Linked DNA regions of Solanum lycopersicum: region 1 is linked to region 2. The links are chromatin contacts, called in public HiChIP or PLAC-seq maps. All regions are on one chromosome and are shown on one strand. Each heading gives the region's core, a stretch centred on a gene start, on an enhancer-like site or on the middle of the called end of the contact. The rest is flanking DNA. Distances are from core to core; before and after follow the strand shown. Region 1 holds the start of LOC101257245 (serine/threonine-protein kinase Nek6-like). Region 2 has its middle 49 kb from the start of LOC138347504.

Region 1 (4,857 bases), core at 1,912-4,411, 100 kb before region 2:
CACTCACATATCTCCACCTTCACAATAGTTGGTAACGATGCATATCCAGTTCCCCTGAAAGGAAAACAAAGTCAACCCTGTATTGAGGCAACTCGATATAGAATTTTGCTCAAGTGAAGGATAATTATTTCAATTCCAAATCCTGTTCTAGAAACTGAATAACATAATACCTTCTCGACCCAAGCATCCTTGTACTCCACGATATATGGATGGCTTAACTTAGCTATCAAATCCATCTGCCATAGTGTAATACATACACAGATATCATCAGATATTAATTAGCTTAACATTATGCAAACCTATATACTCAACATAGTATCATTCCATTTTACGTGGCCTGACTCTTGATGAGAATACTAAATAATAAGAGAAGCTGAACATGTGTGGTTTCAAAGGTAAGACTCAATTTTTTCGATAGGTAAATGTAAAAGTATACTTTTTAAGCTAATATACCACCAGGCGAAGTCCTTCATGGCTTATTTTATTATTAATAGTAATAAATCTCAAATAGGAAGTACAGGGTAAGACAATAGTTAACTTATCAACTGCATAACTTTTTTGACTGCAATGCAGCACTCTCTATTTGCTACCATAAACTCAAGAGAATCTAAGGCTGCGGCAGAAGGTTTTCTTATTAAAGGTCATCCCATCTTTGACAGGATAATGACCACATAATAAGAGAAAAGGGAATATATATTTGACCCATAGGGGCGTATAAAGTTCTTCACAAAATTTTTTTAGGAGCAGTCACCTAAATAAAAAAATAAAAAAACTGATTTTAGCATTTCTTACAAGTTCAACAAGTAGAAAAAATCACAGATACTTATACAATCTAAGAGTTTCAGTCAACTAAGTTCAGAAGTTTGCAAACTTGTGCTATAAGATTTTGGTTTGTATAGTCACACTCACAATAGTTCTCTACGTTTTTTCTCTATCAAAAATTCTAAATTCCAATATTACTTCTCTTGCAACCCAAATTATCAGCTCATGCCACCTTTGGAATTCCATTAGTTACCTTCAGTTATTTTATTTTTCCTTATGTATCTCTTGTTACCAAAGGATCTACTAATCAAGTAACAAAAAAACAAATAAGTAATTTGGAAGTTCTATTTCTACTTCAACTTCATCCATAGTTAATCTAGGACATTGATCCATACTTCATCCTGTTGAGAAGATGCCAAGAAATATTAATCCATATTTACAGTTTCAATTAGTGGTTTCCAACACAGAGGTCACAGAACCCGTTGGGGATATCATTGAAGATTTTCACCAATATACTTAACCATTCGTCTAATCATCATTATTAAACTACTAAGGAAGATTGCCCATACAAAGAAGGGTTGAATTGAAGCACTATTCTTTCAAATGTACAAGAGTAAAGTGGTGAAAAACGACATGCCAAAAGAAATAGCAGTACTGTGATATGAGAGTGATGATGAATGACCTGGCATTTGTTCAAAATGCTCTTATTTTTATAGGACTAGATTAAATAAGTTCTAATTTTTAAGAAAAAGTTGCCTTCTATTGTGAACTGGAATTTGTCTCAAGGACATTCATGACTGAAGACCAATTTAAAGTTACGGAAATGCTTAAACTTAAATTTGTGGAATATTTATTTCATAATAGAAAGCAAATGCAGCAGTTGGAAACAAAATTAAGGATTGTAAGGAAAGGACATTGATGGCTGACGATGAAAGACAACAACATACCCAGTTTAATCCCACAAGTGGGGTCTTGGTAGGTGGTGTGTATGTAGCCTTACCCCTACCATGTAAAGGTAGAGAGGTTGTCCCAGACAAGGAAAGAAGTAGGCACAAAATTTACGACAATGGATTTATTGGCCTCAATCAGGCAGTTAAAATATTGGATAAGAGACACAAACTATTGATTATAGATATAAACTTCAGTTAGGTACTAATTATGATGCAACGCTTTAGTCTAGTATAGCTTCCCGATGTAAAATGTAAGAGGGTCATTAAAATAAGCAACCTAACTTTAGTTTTCTCAGTTTAAGCATTGAATTATGTACCCATGCATTTGGTAAAAAGCTGAAGTCTCTGATCAAGCTAACATCAAAACTAGGTAATATAGGCTCAGAAATTGATTAAAAGAATACAATATAATGAAGCATTTGAAGTGACCTCTTGAAGTGCGGTACGTTTGAACTTGTCTCTCTGCTTTGCTAAAGGTATCTTCTTCAGAACATACCTAAAAGGAGGAATTTGTATTACTTGTTAGTTAAATAATTTGAATGTTGTAGGAAATGGGTTCAGTATTAGGCATGGGCTTTAACTCAATAAGAAAAGGGTCATTTACAGTTGTATCATTATGTCACTGCAAATGCAAGAAAATATTAATTGTGGTCACAACAAATCACTTTATTTTCAAGATCTTCATCAGCACATAACATTTATTATCTCAAGACTTTTCTTTTGGTAATTAAGTGACATTTTATTAATTCAGAGACAGAAAAGCAAAGCTCCTCCAACCAAGACCCTTCGGGAGGCCAGTGGTTTAAGCTTGGACATCCATCAAGTTTGAAGCCCCTTGCCAACAAAACCAAGGAATTTACCTTCTGGATCGAACTTGTCGCAATGAGCTTGCCTACTACGGGTTCGCAAGCTACTGCATAGGAGTGTGGTGCGCACCAAAAGTAGGAAAAATACAAACAAACAAAAAGGCTCCTCCTACCCAGCAAAAATTGAAGCTGGTACCTCCAAAAAGAAATCTACCACATCCTGATTTGGTAAGCAAATAGTAACTGTTATGATGAAAGAGAGAGAAAATAGCTGCTTACTTCTTATTATCAGTGGTATTCATAACAAGAAATGCTGTTCCAAAAGCTCCTCTTCCAATTTGCTCTACCACTTGATAATCATCAATCTTTGACTTGCTGCTACCATTCTGTATCTCCATTCTACCCTCAAAACAAAGATACAAACTTCAAAACCCAAATCTCTAGTCTCAAATTAAGTGGAAAAAAGTAGGGATTATTGAAGTAAATAAAGCTGTTCGAATAAATTCGCATAAAACTATAATGATGTTAAGCTGCAACAACTGTGTCTTTGTGGGTGTGAGAGAGAAAAAAACAAAGGAAGACAAAGAATAGGGCCCATAGGGAAGAAAAGGGTTGGTTGGGCTTGGAATTTTAGCAACACAACAAAATTCAACTATTCCCAAATTTATTTTTTAATTAGAAAAGTCAAATTTTACCCCTTCCAAAGTATATATTATTAATTATATAAATTCCTTAGTCTCAACATTAATAATCCACATATTAAAAGACTAAGAAAAAGTATTTAGCCTTGTCACACATGAGTGGTGTAGAAATAAATTTAGTCATATCGCACCATGTTGGTTTAAAAATATTATGAGCACTAACTAAAATAAACAATTTCCGAAAGGGATATAGTCATAATATTAAATAATCAGAAAATTTAATCAGAATTTGATTAAAAATTTTAAAAGTCTATAATATTTTTTATTTTAAAATAAATTTAATTCTTTTTATTTTTAAATTGAGAGATATTAAAGTTAAAATTATAAAAATATTTAGAAAAATAAAATAACATAATGTAAAATATGTTATTTTACCATTTTGACCAAATTTTCAGCCAAAAATATATATATAGAATGGTACGTGTATTATGTGATATAAATGGAGGAAAGTTTTGATAGGAAAACAAGTGAGGGACCAATTGAAGACCTTTGCTTGCAATTCGAGAATCAATAAAGGGTATTCTAATTGATCATTTCACACACAAGGAAAAAAATGAACATCTTCTAAATGGGTCATAGCCATGATGTCACTATCATACACTTATATGGAATAATTGAATACCACGACCCCAAACGTAATTTTTAAGGATTTGGACTTATTATTTTTACTAGTCTTAAAAATGTGTGTTGCACGTTTGTCCTTTGTAACTACTAAAAAATATATGCATATTTAAAAAATTGAAATTCAGAATAGAAAATATATTTGTATTGCACGCTACTTAGTATAAATATTTGTAAATTATTTAAATACAGTTACAATATGTATAAATAGTTATTCATAAAATTAATTAAAGAGAAAAAGTGTAACACCAAGTTAGTTAATGAATTCAGAAATAAAGTGAAATAGAGTAGACTAAAAAAACAAAATAGCTAAAGAATTCTAAAACTTTTAAATAACAAAAAATTAAAGAGAGAAATAGTTCTAGTTTATAAGAATAGAGGAACTTCCTCAATAACTGACAAAAGCATAAATAGATATATCTATAAATAGATATATCTCTTTTTTATTGCATTTGTGATGAACAATTACATTCATAAACAATCATCCATCAATAATTATACATTAGAATAAAAAAGTGTATGCATCAACAAAAAGTAATTGTGCTGAACAATATGCCAATGTAATTACCTCTACCAATAATCATTCATCAACAATTATACATCGAAATAACTAAGTGTATGCATAAATATAAAGTGATTTTGAAGATAATATTTTGATATTTATAATTACAAGTTTGGAATTGTAAGAGTCATTTAAAAATTGATGATATACATAACGTCTATGAGAATTAGATTGGTTAAAGTTAGAATACGTAAAGTTTCTTACTAAAATCTAAATATGTGCTATATTAAGATGTATGGTAATTCAAAGGACATTTTTGTTCTTTAATGTTAAAGGATATTTTGGATATAATTATTGTCTTTTGTTGTTACAAAACACTTCATCTATCGAACTCTATTTTAGAATAAAAAACAAATTAAACATTTCGTTAATTAATCCTACCTAGAAACATAATGGTTATTTAAGTAATATTTTATTAATTATTTTTAATAATATATAAATTAGTAAAAGGGTAG
Region 2 (5,208 bases), core at 2,208-4,707:
CTACATTTTGGGAAAGAGAGGAAATTGTATACATGTGTATTGTGTATCTATGGTATGTGTATCTTTGTTTCAAATTGAGATACAACTTACTCACCTATCCTCTCTAATATTATCGCTATGAAATGTAATTAAACAAACTATAACTATTATTCATAATTGTGCTCCAAACCAATAGTTATTTATGAAAACTCCTCTTAATTGAACTAATTGATTTCACACTGAAGGACAAGATCTGAAGCAACTACTTGAAAGATATTTTTTTTATCTCACATTACTTGTCCATAGTACTAAAAATATATATTTAAATACTTATTTATCTACAAAATTAAGAAGATTAATTTAAAAGAAAATCCATTTGTCTTTAAAATTAGTTCTTTTTGAGAGTGTAAAATTTGAATAAGTTTCAAAACAATTCTTCATTGTTAATCTTGATACTCATGGAAAAAACACATAGTGTATATCAGAAAGAGTTAACGAATAAATAAATGTATTTTTTTATTTTCATTTTCTTAAGAGATGGAGATTGTTTCAGTAGGCGAAGAGAAGGTGCGCAGACACCATGATGAGGAGGTGCAGTGTTTGGTTAGAGGCAGTACGCCGAGGGATATAGGTATACGAAAAGAATTTTGGAGAGAGGTGATTAGAAAGTACATGACACAATTTGAGGATATGACTTTAAGATAGGAAGAAGTGAAGGTCACACATTTGCATAGAAGGTTACTAGGGGTAGAATATTATCTTGTCTTCCTTTTGTTATATATCGGTATATGTTGTGTATTGTGTTTCGATTATCACACTATATATTTTAATGTTGGTATTGTTTTTTGTCTTGTAGGCTCTACACTGTTTTTGGTATTAGCCATTATGCTTTTTTCATTATTTTTAATTTAGGTTTGATTTACTTAAGCTTGAAGATTTTTCAAAAACAACATCTTTATCGCTACTAGGGATGTTCACGGGTTGGTTTGGGTTAATTATTGATCAAAATTAAAATCAAATCAATTTAATCGGTTTTAAAATTATCAAAATCAAACTAAACCAAATATAATGTACATTTATCGGTTTAGTTGTTTTCAATTTTGATTTGGTTTTGTTTGGTTATTTAGTTATTGAGCATACATAAAAATAAAAGAAACTATTTATTCAAAACGTGAAAGAAGTGACAACAATCATTCAAACGAAAAAATAGTTAGAATGAACGTCATTACAGAACTTTCAATCATCAAATTTACTGAATAAAACTTCAATTCATTATTTTGGCATTCAAAGGAAGAGAAAATGACAAATTCAGTCCCACAAAGATTTTCATAGACACTCATATACATGTAACCAATAAGAAAGATGTTCTCATCTTAGACTTTTTTTTATAAATAAATTATAAAAATATTTTGATGGAACATATATAAAAAATTTACAATTGTTTATAAATATAAATACTATGTATGTATAATAATAAAATTTATGTATATAACTTGTTGATTTGGTTTTGTTTGGTTAATTCTTCGTTTTTTTTCTGAAAAAAGTCATAAACAATCAAATACTATCAGTTCTTAATAATCTGAAACCAAACCAAATGAAAATTCAAATTAAATTGATTTATTTATTCGATTTGGTTCAGTTTGGATCGATTTTCATCCAAACCATGAACACCCCTAATCGCTACGGGATGGAAAGAGTACTATATGAAGAATGCTCAACCTATCTTGTGGGCCCGACACGTGTTGATATTTTTTTTAAGCTAGTGTCACGTAGGTCGCGGTAGAAAATTATTTATACAATAAATTCAAGGGGTTAATAGGACTTTAGTATAGTATAAGTGTGTCTCTGAGATTTCGGACATAGGTTGGGGGATACTTATGCATTTCCAAAAAAAAAATGTATTCCTTTCATTTTAAAAAGAGTGACCTAATTTTATTTGATACCGAGTTTTAAAAAAAAATTCAATCTCATGATCTTAAGCTAAAGTTATGTCAAATGTACCATAGTTCTCTTTATTTTTGTGATATTTAACATGCCACATAGAAAAGTAAAATTAATTAAAGTGTATCCAAAAGAAAAAAAGGAATATTCTTTTTTAAATGACTAAAATGAAAGTAGATTATTTTTAAAAAATTAATGGAGTACTAATCAATTTTCTTCAATTTATATAGTATGACTTATTTTGAGATTTGTTTTAGTTGTTGTAAGATAACACTTACTCCATCCGTCTATGAAGACTACTATATTAAAAATAGATGTCCAACAATATTTATCTACTTTATGAAATTTATGGATAATTTTACACTTAGTTTATAATTTACCCTTAAAATTAATTGTAGTCATTTCCTGTTTCATTCACACCCTTTAAAAAAAGAAGATTAAGACATACATGAGACATGACTTTTCATTTATATCCTTATTAATTATTGTCAAATTTATTATTAAAATAACTAAATATTTATTATAATAACTAATTCAAATACTAACCAATGAAGGGTAAATTGAAAGCATACTCTAAAAGTAATCTTGAAGACTAAACAATATTAAGTTAATTTGAAAAATTAAAATGTTTCAACAATTCAATTAATTTGAGATGGAGAGAGTATATTTTTCAAGACATTTTATTTATTATATTCAAATAGTAATACAATAAAATTACCCTTTTATTTATAGTTTTTATAAGAGGTATGCCAAGTCAATAATATACGATTATTGTTGAACAAAGATAGTATAATTTTGGAATGGATGAAATATTATATTTCAGTGGCTACTGTCTCAATTATTTAACATGCAAACAAACCTAGTTATTGTCTTTAATTAACCAAAAACAGAGGAAAAAACATTAATTCCATCAATTTAGTTATTTGATTCACCTTTAATTGGACACATATACTATACTTGATGGAGATTTATATGTGCTTTTCGATTTGAGTTGTGTTGAAAGCTTCTTCAAGTGGTGAAGAAGTTGTATACGTTTAGGGTTGGGGAGTCTGCAAAGGGCAAGAAAATATGTACTTTGTGTATTGATATATTCAATCAATTGAAATTATTGGGGGGTTGGGGTAGAGTTTCACTTTTCGAACTACCAACTCGACCAACAAAAATAAAATAAAAAATAACACATTTCTTTTATTCAATAATAATGCCCACTGTTAACTTTTTAGAAGAAGTAAATAATATAATTAATTTATCAAATTACCCTTAATTTAATATAAGTCAATCTTAGCTTTGAAAAATAAATAGTATTTAATAATAAGAATAAAATAAATATACTATGCAAATTTTTTCATTAATTATATAAATTAAACATATATTGTTAAATATATCAAAATAGTATAACGAACAAGTAAAGATGAAATCAGCTACTAAAATATAGTGACCCCCCCCCCCCCCCCCCAAAAAAAAGAAGCTGTTTGGCCTATATCTTCCGACATTTGTTGCTTGATTGAATGTCTTTTTCCTATTTTTGCAAGTTTGAATAGCTTTATATTTGTGCGGATAATGAGTTCAATTCGTCGGTGGAATATAATTATCATAGTGGGGTCTCTATCATTCTCAATCAATATATTAAGAAATTTCCTTAAAAGAGTGACACAATAAATATGCATATGAAAAGTTTGGATTTTCTAATTTGCCAATTACTCTGCTCCATAACTTGATAATGGCTACGACAGAAACATAGTTTAAGATATTTCGTTATTACTTGCCTATTGTATTATTTTGAGATTTTTAATAATATTTATCAAGTTTATTAAATTAATCAATAATTTATGGGCAATTTTCACATATAGCAAACAAAAAGTTCATATTTGTATGCTATAACAAACTTTGCATAATTGCGCTCCATAGCAAACATAAAACTGTATAATTTGCTATACATATACAATTGTATAATTCGCTGGCCTATTTCGCTGCAATTGTATAATTTGTTTTGCATACAGTTGAATCGAATTAAAATGTATGTATATTGCATAATTATAAGTGTATAGCAAGAAGATATATGTTTTTCTCGCTTTATACAAAAACAGAAACACAATATATATACACTTCTGTTGTATAAAGCTAGAGAAAATTGTATTTCACTGCAATTGTATAATTCGCAATTGTATAATCCGTTGGCCTTTTTCTCTCCAATATTTGAAGTAAAATGTTTGTAAATTGTATAATTAAGTGTATAACACGAAGATATACATTTTTGCATGTGTATATACAATTTTCTCTCGCTTTATACAAAACAGAAATAGAATTATACACTTCTGTGTATAAAGCGAGAGAGGCGAGCAAGAATGGAGAGTGGCGAGCGAGATTTTTGGGAGAGAGACGCTGGCAAATTTTAGCTAATGTTTGTTATGGAGCACAATTAAATCAAACCCTAGTTATTCCATTTAATTTAGGTTATTAGTTTGATATTATATACAATTTTCCCATAATTTATTATCCCTATTAATTTTCTAATTATATAAATTTCATATTTTTTTTAGGTATTTCAGAGATATAATTAAGGATCCGAATACATTATTGTTGGTACATTATGTATCAATCTGTTGCACTTATTAAGAAAAATAAAAATTAAAAAATCAAATTAAGATCTCATAGTATACATCTTTTGCACTTTAATAAAGGGGAAAAAATTGAAAATCAAATCAATATTCCATAAGTTACGCTATTCCATTCTAAATTATTTTCAATAATTCAAAATCCTATAGTGTAGCAAATTAAAATATTCAAAAATTATATTTTTTCTTATTGTTCATTGTTCTCTCTATTTCATAAAATTTTGTCGAATTTTTGGATGACCAGGATGAGTTATGAACGATAAAGAAAGTGATGGAATTGTTGTTTGACAAACGATTTCTTTGGTAAATCTAACAAGGGTGAGGTATGAACGATAAAGAAAGTGATGGAATTGTTGTTTGACAAACGATTTTTTTGGTAATCTTCAAGTTCATCGATATCCCTTCGATTTTGATTCAAGATTGTCAAAATTTTTTATATATGAAATTCTTATCTAGTTCATTGAAGATCCTTCAGTTTTGATTCAAAATTTTTGAAAATTTTGAGTTTCAGAATTATTTTCCTAGTTCATTGAAGATTCTTTCAATTTTGATTCAAAATTATCAAAATTTTTTGAAAGATTCATTATGAAGATCCTTCAATATAAATTGATAAGTATGGTATTTCTACTAGATATTTTAAATAAGAAAGTGTAGCCCATAAGATTATAGTTTT

What was found. HiChIP or PLAC-seq counts read pairs in DNA pulled down with a chosen protein or histone mark.
Region 1: an RNA polymerase II HiChIP or PLAC-seq map of leaf shows a contact between it and region 2, with 4 times the contacts expected there. The contact joins the promoter of LOC101257245 here to the enhancer-like site in region 2. A contact is called at or near these places in 1 of 1 promoter capture datasets (leaf), 3 of 8 Hi-C or Micro-C datasets (leaf and leaf mesophyll) and 1 of 1 datasets of contacts at active chromatin or transcription factors (leaf).

The regions. Positions count from the first base shown.
Region 1 is chr3:26,117,409-26,122,265 of SLM_r2.1, reverse strand. LOC101257245 (serine/threonine-protein kinase Nek6-like) reads right to left here and starts at 3,161. Exons shown (of 13, transcript XM_004234742.5): 1 at 2,798-3,161; 2 at 2,142-2,208; 3 at 171-236; 4 at 8-54. The coding sequence starts at 2,916.
Region 2 is chr3:26,015,515-26,020,722 of SLM_r2.1, reverse strand. No RefSeq gene overlaps it. Among protein-coding and RNA genes, the nearest start is that of LOC138347504, 49 kb to the right of the region's middle. Within about 2 kb of position 3,457, at least 2 of the 2 cell types and tissues checked have open chromatin away from gene starts, as enhancers often do. A contact at or near this core is called in leaf, where this site is marked.